Linked DNA regions of Mus musculus: all the other regions are linked to region 2. The links are chromatin contacts, called in public HiChIP or PLAC-seq maps. All regions are on one chromosome and are shown on one strand. Each heading gives the region's core, a stretch centred on a gene start, on an enhancer-like site or on the middle of the called end of the contact. The rest is flanking DNA. Distances are from core to core; before and after follow the strand shown.

Evidence for each region. HiChIP or PLAC-seq counts read pairs in DNA pulled down with a chosen protein or histone mark.
Region 1: an HNF4G HiChIP or PLAC-seq map of pancreatic cancer cells shows a contact between it and region 2. The contact joins the promoter of Dot1l here to the promoter of Mbd3 in region 2. A contact is called at or near these places in 4 of 39 promoter capture datasets (liver, neural stem cells and pre-B cells), 5 of 115 datasets of contacts at active chromatin or transcription factors (astrocytes, embryonic stem cells, extraembryonic endoderm stem cells and 2 more) and 2 of 9 other capture datasets (liver and pancreatic islet).
Region 3: a FOXA1 HiChIP or PLAC-seq map of pancreatic cancer cells shows a contact between it and region 2. The contact joins the promoter of Arhgap45 here to the promoter of Mbd3 in region 2. A contact is called at or near these places in 2 of 115 datasets of contacts at active chromatin or transcription factors (embryonic stem cells and pancreatic cancer cells) and 1 of 9 other capture datasets (embryonic stem cells).

The regions. Positions count from the first base shown.
Region 1 is chr10:80,753,159-80,756,804 of GRCm38.p6, reverse strand. Dot1l (DOT1-like, histone H3 methyltransferase (S. cerevisiae)) reads right to left here and starts at 1,602. Exons shown (of 28, transcript NM_199322.2): 1 at 1,281-1,602. The coding sequence starts at 1,361.
Region 2 is chr10:80,396,912-80,400,874 of GRCm38.p6, reverse strand. Mbd3 (methyl-CpG binding domain protein 3) reads left to right here and starts at 1,344. Exons shown (of 7, transcript NM_001306143.1): 1 at 1,344-1,657. The coding sequence starts at 1,644.
Region 3 is chr10:80,014,950-80,018,951 of GRCm38.p6, reverse strand. Arhgap45 (Rho GTPase activating protein 45) reads right to left here and starts at 2,280. Exons shown (of 23, transcript NM_001142701.1): 1 at 2,034-2,280; 2 at 848-1,172. The coding sequence starts at 2,126. It overlaps Abca7 (ATP-binding cassette, sub-family A (ABC1), member 7), which reads right to left. Exons shown (of 47, transcript NM_001347081.2): 46 at 3,765-4,002; 47 at 3,380-3,646. The coding sequence ends at 3,494.

The DNA of each region.
Region 1 (3,646 bases), core at 353-2,852, 360 kb before region 2:
CAAGCCTCCCCAATTTCTCAGACTCTTTGTAGGCAGACCACCAACCAGGAACCCACACTATAGACCAGGTTGGTCAGGACTCCTCCTGCCTCTGCCAAGTGCCAGGATTAAAAGTGTGTGCCACCATGACCAGCATACACACAAACAGATATTTCAAAATTCCTATTACATTTGTGAGTGGCTGTGTCTGTGCACACAGTGAGGTCAGAGAACTTGTGGAAGTTGGTACTCTCCCTTCTGCCCATGTCCCAAACATGGAACTCAGATTATAAGACTGTTGCTGAGCCATCTTGCTGACCTCAGGAGAGTTGAGTGGACACTTGTGGGAATGTTCAAGGACACACAGGGCTGCCTAATTCGAAGAGGCAGAGGACAGGTGCAAGGGCATCCCAGGACACACATGTTCCCTGGGACCCCAGTGAGGATGTGAACTCAGCAGCACCAGGGAACCCCACTGCTGTATCTTCTACTCAAAGCATACAAAGGGCCACAAGGGGACAGTACACTGACCTCCGCAGGCCCTCCTGGACTTCAGAACCCACTTGCCTCTGGCACTTCCACTTTAAGGGATAACACCTCCAGCTTTGCAGAGTCGCACCAGCTCTACCCACCAGCATGAGAGGACAACCTCCAGACTCCCTAAGTCCCCTCTAGCCATGCCACCAACATTAAGAAACAACTGCTCCAGCATTCCAATGTACCTCCAGGCCAATCCACCAACGTCAAACGACACATGAGGTACAAATTGAGATGACAACCTCTCTAACTTCTCAGGTTCTTTCAGCCGGGCACCCTGACATGAAGAAACAACTATTCGGAGCCCTCCTACCACTCCACGAACGTGGGGGGACAACCCAAACCCAAGGGCCAACCTCCCCCTGACTTCCTAGGGTTCTTTTTAGCACCTGCCCATGAACATCAAAAGGTGACAACGAGAAAGGGCATAGAGGACAATAGGAGAAGGCATCAGGATAAGAAACAGATGACTGGAAGAGGGCACGTGAGGTGACAATTTGAGGTGACAACATGAGGGGTCGCCACGAAAGGCAAGGAATCCCCGACTTCTCAGTCTCTACACCCCTGCCCACAAGGTCGGTCCAGACTCAGGTCCTCAAAGGCTGGAGACGCGGGGCTCCGGGCCGGCGGCGGCGACAACGCGACCGGCCGCGTCAGGGCAACGGCAGGCGCGGGCCGAGAACGGCCAAGGACCCGCCGCCGCCGCCGCTGCCGCCGCGGAGCCCCACGACTCCTACCCCCGCGTTCTCCGCAAGTACACTCACGTAGACCGGCAGCGGCCACGGGTAGACGGCGGGCTCGGCGCCCACAGGCGACTTGAGCCTCAGCTCCAGCTTCTCGCCCATGTCGGCGCGCGCGGCCGCCGCACCATGCTAGGCGGGCGGTTGGGGGAGGGGCGGGGCCACCGGCGGGAAGCCGGGCGGGCGGACACGGGCGGACGCGGGGCGGACGGCTGAGGACAGACGGCCCGGCCTGTGCCTCGGCCGCCGCTCCCGTGTGGCCCCAGCTCCCCTCTTTGTAGGAGTCACAGAGCCGGGGCGTCTAGAGCCGCCGCCATCTTGGGCCGGCGTGAGGAGAAGGCACAATGAGCCGGGGGGTCGGGCGGAACCACTCGGCGAGCGCGCGCGGGGGAGGCCGGGAGCCAAGAGGCGGTGCGCGCCCAGAGCCTCCGCCCGCCGCGCCGCGCGCGCCACCCCTCGCACGCCACGCCCCCTTGGACTCGCCCTCCTCCGACCGACGCACGCACTTACGCACGCAGCGGCGCACGCACGTCCTCGGTTGCCCTCCGACGTCGCCGCCAGCCGGAAGCGGGGACCCGGGGAAACCCTGCGGAGGAAAGCGAGAGAGACCAGGCGGGGTCAAGTTCAAATCCCAGTTGCACAGGCTTGCTTCGCGTCCCTTCGCTTTGCTTTGCTTTTTTCTTTTCTTTCCATTTCCTGTTCTTTTTCTTTCTCTTCCCTTCCCGTCAATTTTCTTTTTCTGTTTTTCTGGCTTTTTCTTTCTTTCTTTTTTTTTTCATTTTTCAATTTTTCCCCTTCTTTAGCTTTTCTATTTTTTCACTTTTCTAGCCTATCTGCTTATTGTTTATTTACATGCTTTTTTTTTTTTTTTTTTTTTTGAGACAGGGTGTCCCTGGCTGTCCAGGAACTCATTCTGTTGACCAGTCTGACCTCGAATTTACCAAAATCCACCTGCCTCTGCCTCCTGAGAGCTGGGATTAAAGATGTGAGCAATAAGTTAATTAATAAATCATCAGTCAAATTGGACCCTATAGGTCGGAGGCTCTCAATTAAGAGTTCAAAGCAATGTTATTCTCTGACCTGCCCAGAACTTTACAGAGTCAGGAGCCAAACTTATTTCCTTCTTAGGCCATTCCAATCCTTCTAATACTTAAGTTCCCTCCCCCCAAAACCTTCTGAGAATAAGTTACCTTGAGGTGAGCTGTCACCAGCTCACCAGCCGCTTCTGGATAGCTGCTTCTTCTTCCTGACTACATGGGAGTGAATGTAATCTAGGGGAGATGGCTCCCACCCCTCATCCTAGCGCTTGCCAGCCCCCAAAAGAAGGATCCGGAGCTAGAAGCCATGCTGAGCTACCAAGTAAATTCCGGGCCAGCCTGGGCAACTCAGTGAGCCCTCGTTCCAAAACTAAATGACGTGGTAAAAGACTCTGTAGCTTGGTGTCTCAGTCAGGGCTTCTATTCCTGCACAAACATCAGGACCAAGAAGCAAGTTGGGGAGGAAAGGGTTTATTCACCTTACACTTCCACATTGCTGTTAATCACCAAAGGATGTCAGGACTGGAACTCAGGCAGGTCAGGAAGCAGGAGCTGATGCAGAGGCCATGGAGGGATGTTCTTTACTGGCTTGCTTCCCCTGGCTTGCTCAGCTTGCGCTCTCTCTCTCTCTCTCTCTCTCTCTCTCTTAAATACATTTTTTTCCCAAGACAGGGTTTCTCTGTGTAGCCCTGGCTGCAGCTTGCTCTCTTATAGAACCCAAGACTACCAGCCCAGGGATGGCACCACTCACAAGGGGACCTCCCCCCTTGATCACTAATTAAGAAAATGCCTTACATGGGCTGGTGAGATGGCTCAGTGGGTAAGAGCACCTTACTGCTCTTCCAAAGGTCCGAAGTTCAAATCCCAGCAACCACATGGTGGCTCACAACCATCCATAATGAGATCTGACTCCCTCTTCTGGGGTGTCTGAAGACAGCTACAGTGTACTTACATATAATAAAAATAAATTAAAAAAAAAAAAGAAAAAAGAAAATGCCTTACAGCTGGATCTCATGGAGGCATTTCCCCAGCTGAAGCTCCTTTCTCTGTCAAGTTGACACAAAACTAGCCAGTACACTTGGTATGATGTAAGCAGGTCAAGAAACTGAACTTGCCAGGTAACTCATGGGTTACACAGGGCTCTTGGGACACAGGCAGAGGCAGGTGGATAGCCTGGGCCTGAGCCGAGATTATCCTTCCTTGCAGAAGTCTGCATTGGCTCTTCCTAGATTGCTCTATTGTTTTTATTTGTTGGCTTCTATGTTTTTTTGTTTGTTTGTTTTTTGGTTTGGTTTTTCGAGACAGGGTGTGCCACCACACCCGGCGGCTTCTACGTTTGATTTTGTTATCTTG
Region 2 (3,963 bases), core at 95-2,594:
TCTCGGAGTTCAAGGCCAGGGAAAGCTACAAAGTCAGACTCTGACTCAAAAATACAAAACACTAATCCCAGCCTCCATGTCCCCCTGACCTTCTTCACTGTGATCTGATCTCTCCTCCTGATCTGGGGACCCAAATCCTAGCTCATAAAATACAGTTCCTGAGCTCCAAAAATTGCAGGCAAGACAAAGATCTTTAAATGTGTTGTGATTTCACCTCATGATCCCTTGGCAGCTCTCCTTGTCAGGGAGGGTCCCCTTTCAAAGAGAGGTCTTCCAGGTACTGTATAATGGAAGCCTGGGTGAGAAGGTAGTTGGCCTTCAGGCATGTTCCCTGGGTAAGTCTGGCTGGGCCTGAGTGGCAAAGCAGCCGACAGTACCAAGCAGGAGTAAGTGACCCCCCAGCTCCCTGTCCTCAGGGCTGCGGTAGACAAGGGGCGATAGTGCGAGTGACTCCATTCACTAACTTAGAAACCAGTTTTTGGTTTTGTTCTTCCTTCTGATGCTGGATCTAGTAAACTCCAAGCTGGTCTTGAAGTGCTTGATCCTCCTTCCTCCACTATCCCAGTGCTGAGATGGCAAGCACGTGCCACTATTCCTGGCCTGATTTTAGGGTATTGCTGTGTGGCCCAGGCTGGCCAGGAATGTTCTAAATAGGTTCGTGAGCCATCAAACTCAGGCTGGGGTGCAGCCTAACGGCAGAAAGTCTACCACGTGTAAGGTTCTGCTTTCTATTTTCAGTACTGCTGCAAAGAACAAACTTCTTAAATAGTTCTTGGTGAAGCCGGGAGTGGTGGTGCATTTCTGTCCTCGCAGTAACGCAATAGAGGCTGGGGCTGGAACAGCCGAGAGGCCAGAACGAAACGCAGAGGGAAGCAGGACTGCGTCGAAGGCCCCGAGTTGTACTCGATCTTTTTCACAAAGCCCAGGCGGGTCCCTGACAAACGCACACTGCGCAGGTGCAGCCCAGCGCGACCCCAGGACCAGGACGGCAGCTCGGGCGAAACTGCTCCAGCTTGGTACAGACCAGGTGCAGCACACACTGTGCTTCCGGAGTCTAGAGCGCAAACGCAATGGTTGTCCCACCCCGGCCACGCTGATTGGCTGTCCTTGTCTCAGAGCAGATTTATATGAGAAGTTAAGCACAGAACGAGGTTCTGAGCGCTGATTGGTCTCCATGCCCTGTGGGCGTCTCCCGCAAGGCGGGACGTAGCCAACTGTGCATTTTAAGCCGAGGAGCTGAAGTGATCTGATTGGCTTCACAGCCTTGGGGCGGGTCTTGAAGGCAAGCGAAGGCTGGGTCGGGGCCGCGGCTGCGCAGAGAGTCTGGACGGCAGTCAGACTGGTCCTGCGAGCGCGAAGGGGCGGGGCCGACTCCACGCCTGCGCAGACGAGCCCCACGCGCGGGCGGGTGGGCGGAGCGGCCCCCCTAGCGGGGGCTGTGAAGCGCGGGGAGGGGGCCGAGCGGGTGGCGAAGCCGGCGCGCGCCCGGCTGGGGGCGGAGGGCGGAGGCCCGTGGGACAGAACAGCTGCGGCGAGTGGCGGCGGCGGAGGGAGCCGAATCGGCGACGAGCCCGGGGGTCGCAACTTGCAGAAGCGGCGGCGGCGGCGGCATCGGCCACGGCGGGCGGAAAAGCCGGGGCGCAATGGAGCGGAAGAGGTGGGAGTGCCCGGCGCTCCCGCAGGGCTGGGAAAGGGAAGAAGTGCCCAGGAGGTCGGGGCTGTCGGCCGGCCACAGGGATGTCTTTTACTATAGGTGAATGAGCGCGCCGGCCGCGCAGGGCCCCAACGGGCGCCTCCCAGCGGCCTCTGCGGCGGCCTGGGCGCCCCGACTGCGGGCCGCGGTCTGGGCCGGGCGACGTGCGTCCGAGCGTGCGTCCGAGCGTGCGTCCTACGTGCCAGCTGTGGTCAGTGCGCACGCGCCGGCCATGGCTCGCCTCAGCGCGCATGCGTTGAACCCAGTGCCTTGCCTTTTGCTGATCCGCGCCACCCAGCGCTGCTGTGAGTGCGCGTGCGCCACGCCTGCAGCCAAGGCTTCAGCCTCGTGGCTTTTAGCCCGCCTGTGGCGCGGGCTTTTGTCCTCCAAGGAATCGGGGACCGTGCGCGCCGTGCGAGGGGCGCCCGGGCCTTGGCCAGACGCCGCTGGGAAGCGGGGGTGGGAGGGGGATGGGCTGACCCTTTGACCCTCGCGGGGACTTTATCATGGTTTCGGGAAGCAAGGGAACTGCCCCAGGTGGCCTGATCCCCTCACCTGCATAAATTTGGGTTTGGCTTCTTGTTCAGCAAAATGTCCCCCATTTTTATGGCGTTTCCAAAGCCCTTGCTCTTCTTGAGCGGTGGCCCCAAATGTAACATCACAGTGGCTTCTGACTAATGTGAATGTGGTTTTTGTGTGCAAGACTTTTTTATGAATAAGTCTGCTCTTTAAAAAATATTTTAAATTTTTTATTTATTTAATGCATGAGTGCTCTGCCTGCTTGAAGAGAGAGCATCAGATCACCCAATAGAAGGTTGTGAGCCACCATGTGGTTGCTAGCAATTGAACTCATGACCTCTTAGCCAACTCTCCAGCCTTTTTTTTTTTTTTTTTTTTTTTTTTTTGAGGCAGCGTCTACATAGACCATATTTGCAACCTTTTAATCAGGGCAGTGAAAGCTGTCTATCTGAATAATAGCCAGGCAACCTACACCTGCTGTTCTTCCCCAGTTCTATCCCCAGTGGTGTGAATAGAATCCTGGGCCGCATGCATGCTGCCCTACGGCTGGAGCATCTACCTTTTTAGCCGACTGTAGTTGTCCCTACTCCACTGCACCCGGAATTGGGTGGTGCATTGTGAGTTGAACTGCCTGGCCCTTTGGTCTTAAGGAGTCGTGGGTTTTGGCAGTAAGGTTGGAAGCCAGGGCTAACTTGGGTTCCTTTCAGACTGCAAAGAGGGATGGGGTTGTTGCTTCTAATAGGTCTGCAGTAGGTAGGGTTTTTCCCAGTAGGGCTACATGCAAATGGTGCCCTGTGTGCATGGGACTTCCTCCCCTTCTCCCTTACTTGCAATGGGGCCAACACCTCTGAGAGATGATCCAAAGACACCTTGTCCCCAAGCTGTACCTGTCCCACTTGTCTCATCCCCCACAGCTGCTAGCTCACATCCATGCCCCAGAATAGCCACCAGTGCTTTCCAACGCATTTGTATAGACAGTCTCTTCTTCACGGACTCCTCCCACATACCTTGGAAACACTTAGGGCTGGAGAGTTAGGATGTCAGCCCTGGGTGTACTATGGGCCTATCGCTGGATGAGGGCAGCTCAAACTGTCCCACTCAGCAAGCTGTTGGGCACACTCCATGTGCACACAGACCTACAGAGCCGAGCTCCTTAGGCCCTGCACAGAAGTGCTGTCCCCACCCCAGCAGCCAACAGCCTTGTGACTCGGGTTGGTTTTACCTTTTTATTGGTCTTGCTGTGTAGCCCAGGCTGGCCTGGAACTTGTGGCTCCTCCTTCCTCTGCTTTTGCTGCAAGAGGGGCATATGCCATTGTTCCTGTTTAATAGGGTTTTGTTAGGGTGATCAACCTGCATGCCAGAGTCACTTGTTAGGAGGTGGAGGGGTTTTACCATGTTCTAACTGGTGGAGGCCCTGTCAGATTGGATTTTAGAATATTTATCTTTTAAAAGGAGGCCCAGGGGCTCTGGCTGGGGCTTAGTGAGTAGAACATGTGCCTAGCGCTCAGCCCAGTCCCAGCCACATGAACCAGGTTTCCCTGTGCCTGTCACCAGTGCATTGAGACGGTGGGGACGGGATGACCAGGAATTCAGTCATCCTCAGCTACAGCAACCTGGTTAACAAGAGACGGTTGGGGGAGGGCGGTCCTTTGCCTTCACTGCCCCATGCTCTCCCCACTCCCTGAGCAGCTTCCAGTCCCAGTCAAGTGTCCAGTAGGGGTCCATGCCGAAGCTTGGGACAGCATGTGGGC
Region 3 (4,002 bases), core at 1,031-3,530, 380 kb after region 2:
AGCTGCCAGAGACAAACAGGAAGGAGGTGAAAATAACTCTGGAGGAAACGGACGGAGCCATCATCAACTGCATGCAGGAGAAAACGGAACGGGGCCACTCACTTCCAGTACCTCCCGTGGCCTCTGCTTTAACACCTTCCGTGTTCTGCAGTCCCCCAGTGCTGCAGCCAGGGTCCTTCTGCCTCTGCAGCCCTCTGTCCTCACACAGTGCTCCTTACATACAACCTCAGTTTCTATGTATCTGAGCAAATGCCTAAGACATTCCCCCTGTAGGACCAGGCACGCCAGCAAACTCCTACACATCCTTCAGAACTTTAGTTGACACATGCACTTCTTTTCATCCTATTTGAAACCTCCTCATATCCCCCCCCCGCCCTTTTTCTTCTTCTACCTTTTTTTTTTTTTTTTTTTTTTTTTGGCTTTTCGAGACAGGGTTTTTCTGTATAGCCCTGTCTGTCCTGGAACTCACTTTGTAGACCAGGCTGGCCTTGAACTCAGAAATCCACCTGCCTCTGCCTCCCAAGTGCTGGGATTAAAGGCGTGCGCCACTTCTCTCTCTCTCTCTCTTTCTCTTTCTTTCTTTCTTTCTTTCTTTCTTTCTTTCTTTCTTTCTTTCTTTCTTCCTTCCTTCCTTCCTTCCTTCCTTCCTTCCTTCCTTTCTTTCTTTCTTTCTTTCTTTCTTTCTTTCTTTCTTTCTTTCATTCTTTCTGAGTCAGGGTCTCACTGTAATTCTGGCTGACCTGCATAAGACTCAAGTGTAGACTCACAGAGATCCTCCTGCCTGAGTGCTGGGCTGAGAGGCTGCCCACCTCCTGCCCTCCCTCCGTGCTGCTCTGAAGATCCTCACCGTCCTGCAGCACACACTCCTTGAGCTTCTCCAAGCCCTCAGCAAAGCGGGCCACATCCGCCAGCAGGGTTGAGATGTCTTCTACGCCATCAGGGAAAGCTCCCTCAGTGGGTAACTCTGCCGGACTGGCCGCAGAAAGGGGGCTTCGGTACCCACGGCCCAGGGTCCAGGTGGCAGTGCCCGAGAGCGGGAAGCCTGCTGCACTGGCATGGCGGCTCAGGCTGGTGGGTCTTTTGAGTGTCCCTGTGCCCTTGGCTACCGTGGACAGGGATGTGGCTGGTGGCTCCAGGCCGGGAGCTTCTGTCCAATCCTTCCTGGGCAGCTCCTAGGTATGCATAGGGAAGAGGAGTCAAGGGGATCCCCCATCCCAGACACTGCCTCAGTTTCCCCAGAAAGTCCTCACAGGGGTCAGAGGTCAGTGGGCAGAGAATTTTAAGCTCCCCCCCCCCCACCTGTTACCCAACATCCTCCTGTCTATAGCTTTCACAAACAACCGTCCCTACCCAAACCACAGCCAGAGGCGGGGCCTGTGGGGCACAGGAGGGAGGGGGCACCCCACTTCCTGGTGGGGGTGGGGAGGACTCTTGTGAGTCTCTAACCCTGTAGCCACCCCAGATACCTCTACGGGTGTCCACTTTCTAAAAACATGGATAACTTCTGTGACCTGAAAAGATCATCAGGCTCCTGTGTCTCAGGACACCCCCAGACCTAGTAGAGGTACCCCTAAACCTCACAAATTCTCAAAAGCTCAGCAGGCAGCAGCAGGTCCTGGAGAAACTTGGAGACCCCCCCAATCTGCTCTGTACACCTGCACCCCAGTTCAACACCAGTTCCCCATTGGCTTTCAGAACCCTAAAATTGCCCAGACCCCATATTACAGTGTAGTCACTAGACTCCAATACCAGTTCTACCCACTACCCACAACCGTCATTGGCACACGACGGGGACATCCCTCATCAAGATGGGTGACTTGGTTGCCACCCAAGGCCATCCCTACCTACCGTAATGCGGCCTCCTAGGTTCAGGCCACTCCTTGTCGCCGGCCATTCTGCCTGGTGTGGACTATAGCTGGCCCGGTTCCCCCAGCGTGGACCCAGCATGGTGTTGTAGTTGCATGCTATGCCCATCAGTGACCACAGGCTGTGGGTGTCATCCTGGGTCCCCACCCGCTCTGTGCCCCACTCACCCCTGAGGAGGACTGCGGGTTGGGGCTCCCCGCGCGGTTCTTTTTGGAAATAGAGGGAGTTTTCATAAGTTCTCGCTTCTTCCGAGAGAACATGGTGGAGTCAGCCCCAGTGGCCCTAGGTGAGGACAGGCGGGCAACGGCAGGGTGGGAGTCTGGGGGTGGTCTCAGTCCTGCAACTCCTGGTGCAGGCTGTCTCTGGACCACATTGCTCAGGGCCACCCCCTCCCCAGCTGTCAGAGCCACACGTGACTGGCTTGGCTCTCATTGGCGCATAAGTCTCCTACACAGGAAAAGGCTCCCCAGCAGAGGGAGGGAGGTGACACCTCAGATCCGCCCCCAGTGTGACTGTCCCAAGTGTCAGCTCTTATAGGACTCTGCACACTGACTCTGACACAGGTTCCCCACAGCAGGCCACCTTCCACTTGCAGCCTGTGTCCTGTGTGGCCACCCGATCCAGGCATTAGCTGACTCTTGCTTGGGACATAACATACAGTCAAGAAAGGCAGTGTCATGTGTATACTGATATGAAAGACCAGAGAGGAGGCTGAGCAACAGGTTCACACACAGATCAAACAGACACCCCCTGAGTCCCTCACCATGCACAGGTGACCCCCCATTCCCTATAATCACCAGCCTTACAGTCTTCTGGGGACCATAGGACCTGAAGGTGCCATGCCTGGGTGGCTTCCATCCAGCAACCCAGGAGCTCCACTGCCCTGCTGGCCTCCACTTAGCTCCCACTCCCACTCTGCCCTCTATATCCCAGCTCTGAGCTTCAGGTCTCAGGATCCCCAGAGGTACTATTTAATAATTTAGACACCATGTCCCTTAACCATCCCAAACTCCACTGACCTCAGGCACACTGGGTGGCTCTCGGGGACACAGCCCAGAAAGGCCGCAGCCTGCAGTACCTAGGCCCGCTCTCCAAGCTCTGGTCCAGCCACAAACCCAGCCGAGGAGCCCCTTAAGGGTCCCGTGCCTCCCACTCATAGTTGGATGGCTGGGGGTGGGCTTGGGAGGTTGTCTCAGGATGAAGACTGGCTGGCTCTGGGGTGGGCTTCTGGTCCGGTCAGGCCAGGAAAGTACCAGGGTCCTCTATACCGTCTGGAACATTCCACAAGCCTGACCTCATCTCTACTTCACGGTCAGAAACACTCACAAGTCCCGCCCTTGGGTGTCAGACCCACATAGGTACATGCAGGTCAGGATACGTGTGACTGGACACCTGGGAAGTGTCCGTGTTGCAGGCAATTCACAGCAGGACACACGCGCATACTGTACATGTGATAGTGTATGGGACTGTACAGAGCTAAGACTCCTAAAACACAAACTCAGCCGTGGCCTCATTCTCATTCTAGTTTCTTTTTATTTCCCCCAGAGCCCAAGGCTTTCTGGGAGCCAGCGTATGGTACAGAGATCCTCTGTCTGAGCTTTGCCACTCAGTCCCAAGGCAGGCATGCTCAGATCATGGTCTCCACAGAGCTGGGGTCTTCCAGGAATCGGCTGACACGTTTGGGATGCTGCCGGCCAGGTTTGGAAACCTCCTCTTCTTCAGCCTCCTGCCGACTGCTCTCTTCCTCTTCCCCTTGGTCTTTGGAGAAATATAGGAACACCTGGCAGGGCAGAGACATGGAGGGGGCAGAAATGCATGGGGTGGGGGTAGATGTCAGCCCAGGGTCCTGAGGCACCTCAGCTCTTCCCTTCAAACCCTTTGATGGTGCCCGAAGTCACCTCCTCCAGAGTGGTCTGGCTCACAGAGAAGTCCTCCACACCGTGGGCCCTGCCCTGGGCAGCCAGCTCCCTGAACACTCGTGTCAGGGTGCATCTGCCCCCCGGTGGCAGTTGGAAGCGCAGACGGCTGCCGTGCACCTCCCGGAGTTCAGCCCCAGGGAATGTGATCCTGATGAAGGCTATCGCCGGCTCAGGCTGGTCCGGTGGGACCCTTAGAGTCAGTGTGTGGCCAGCCCCG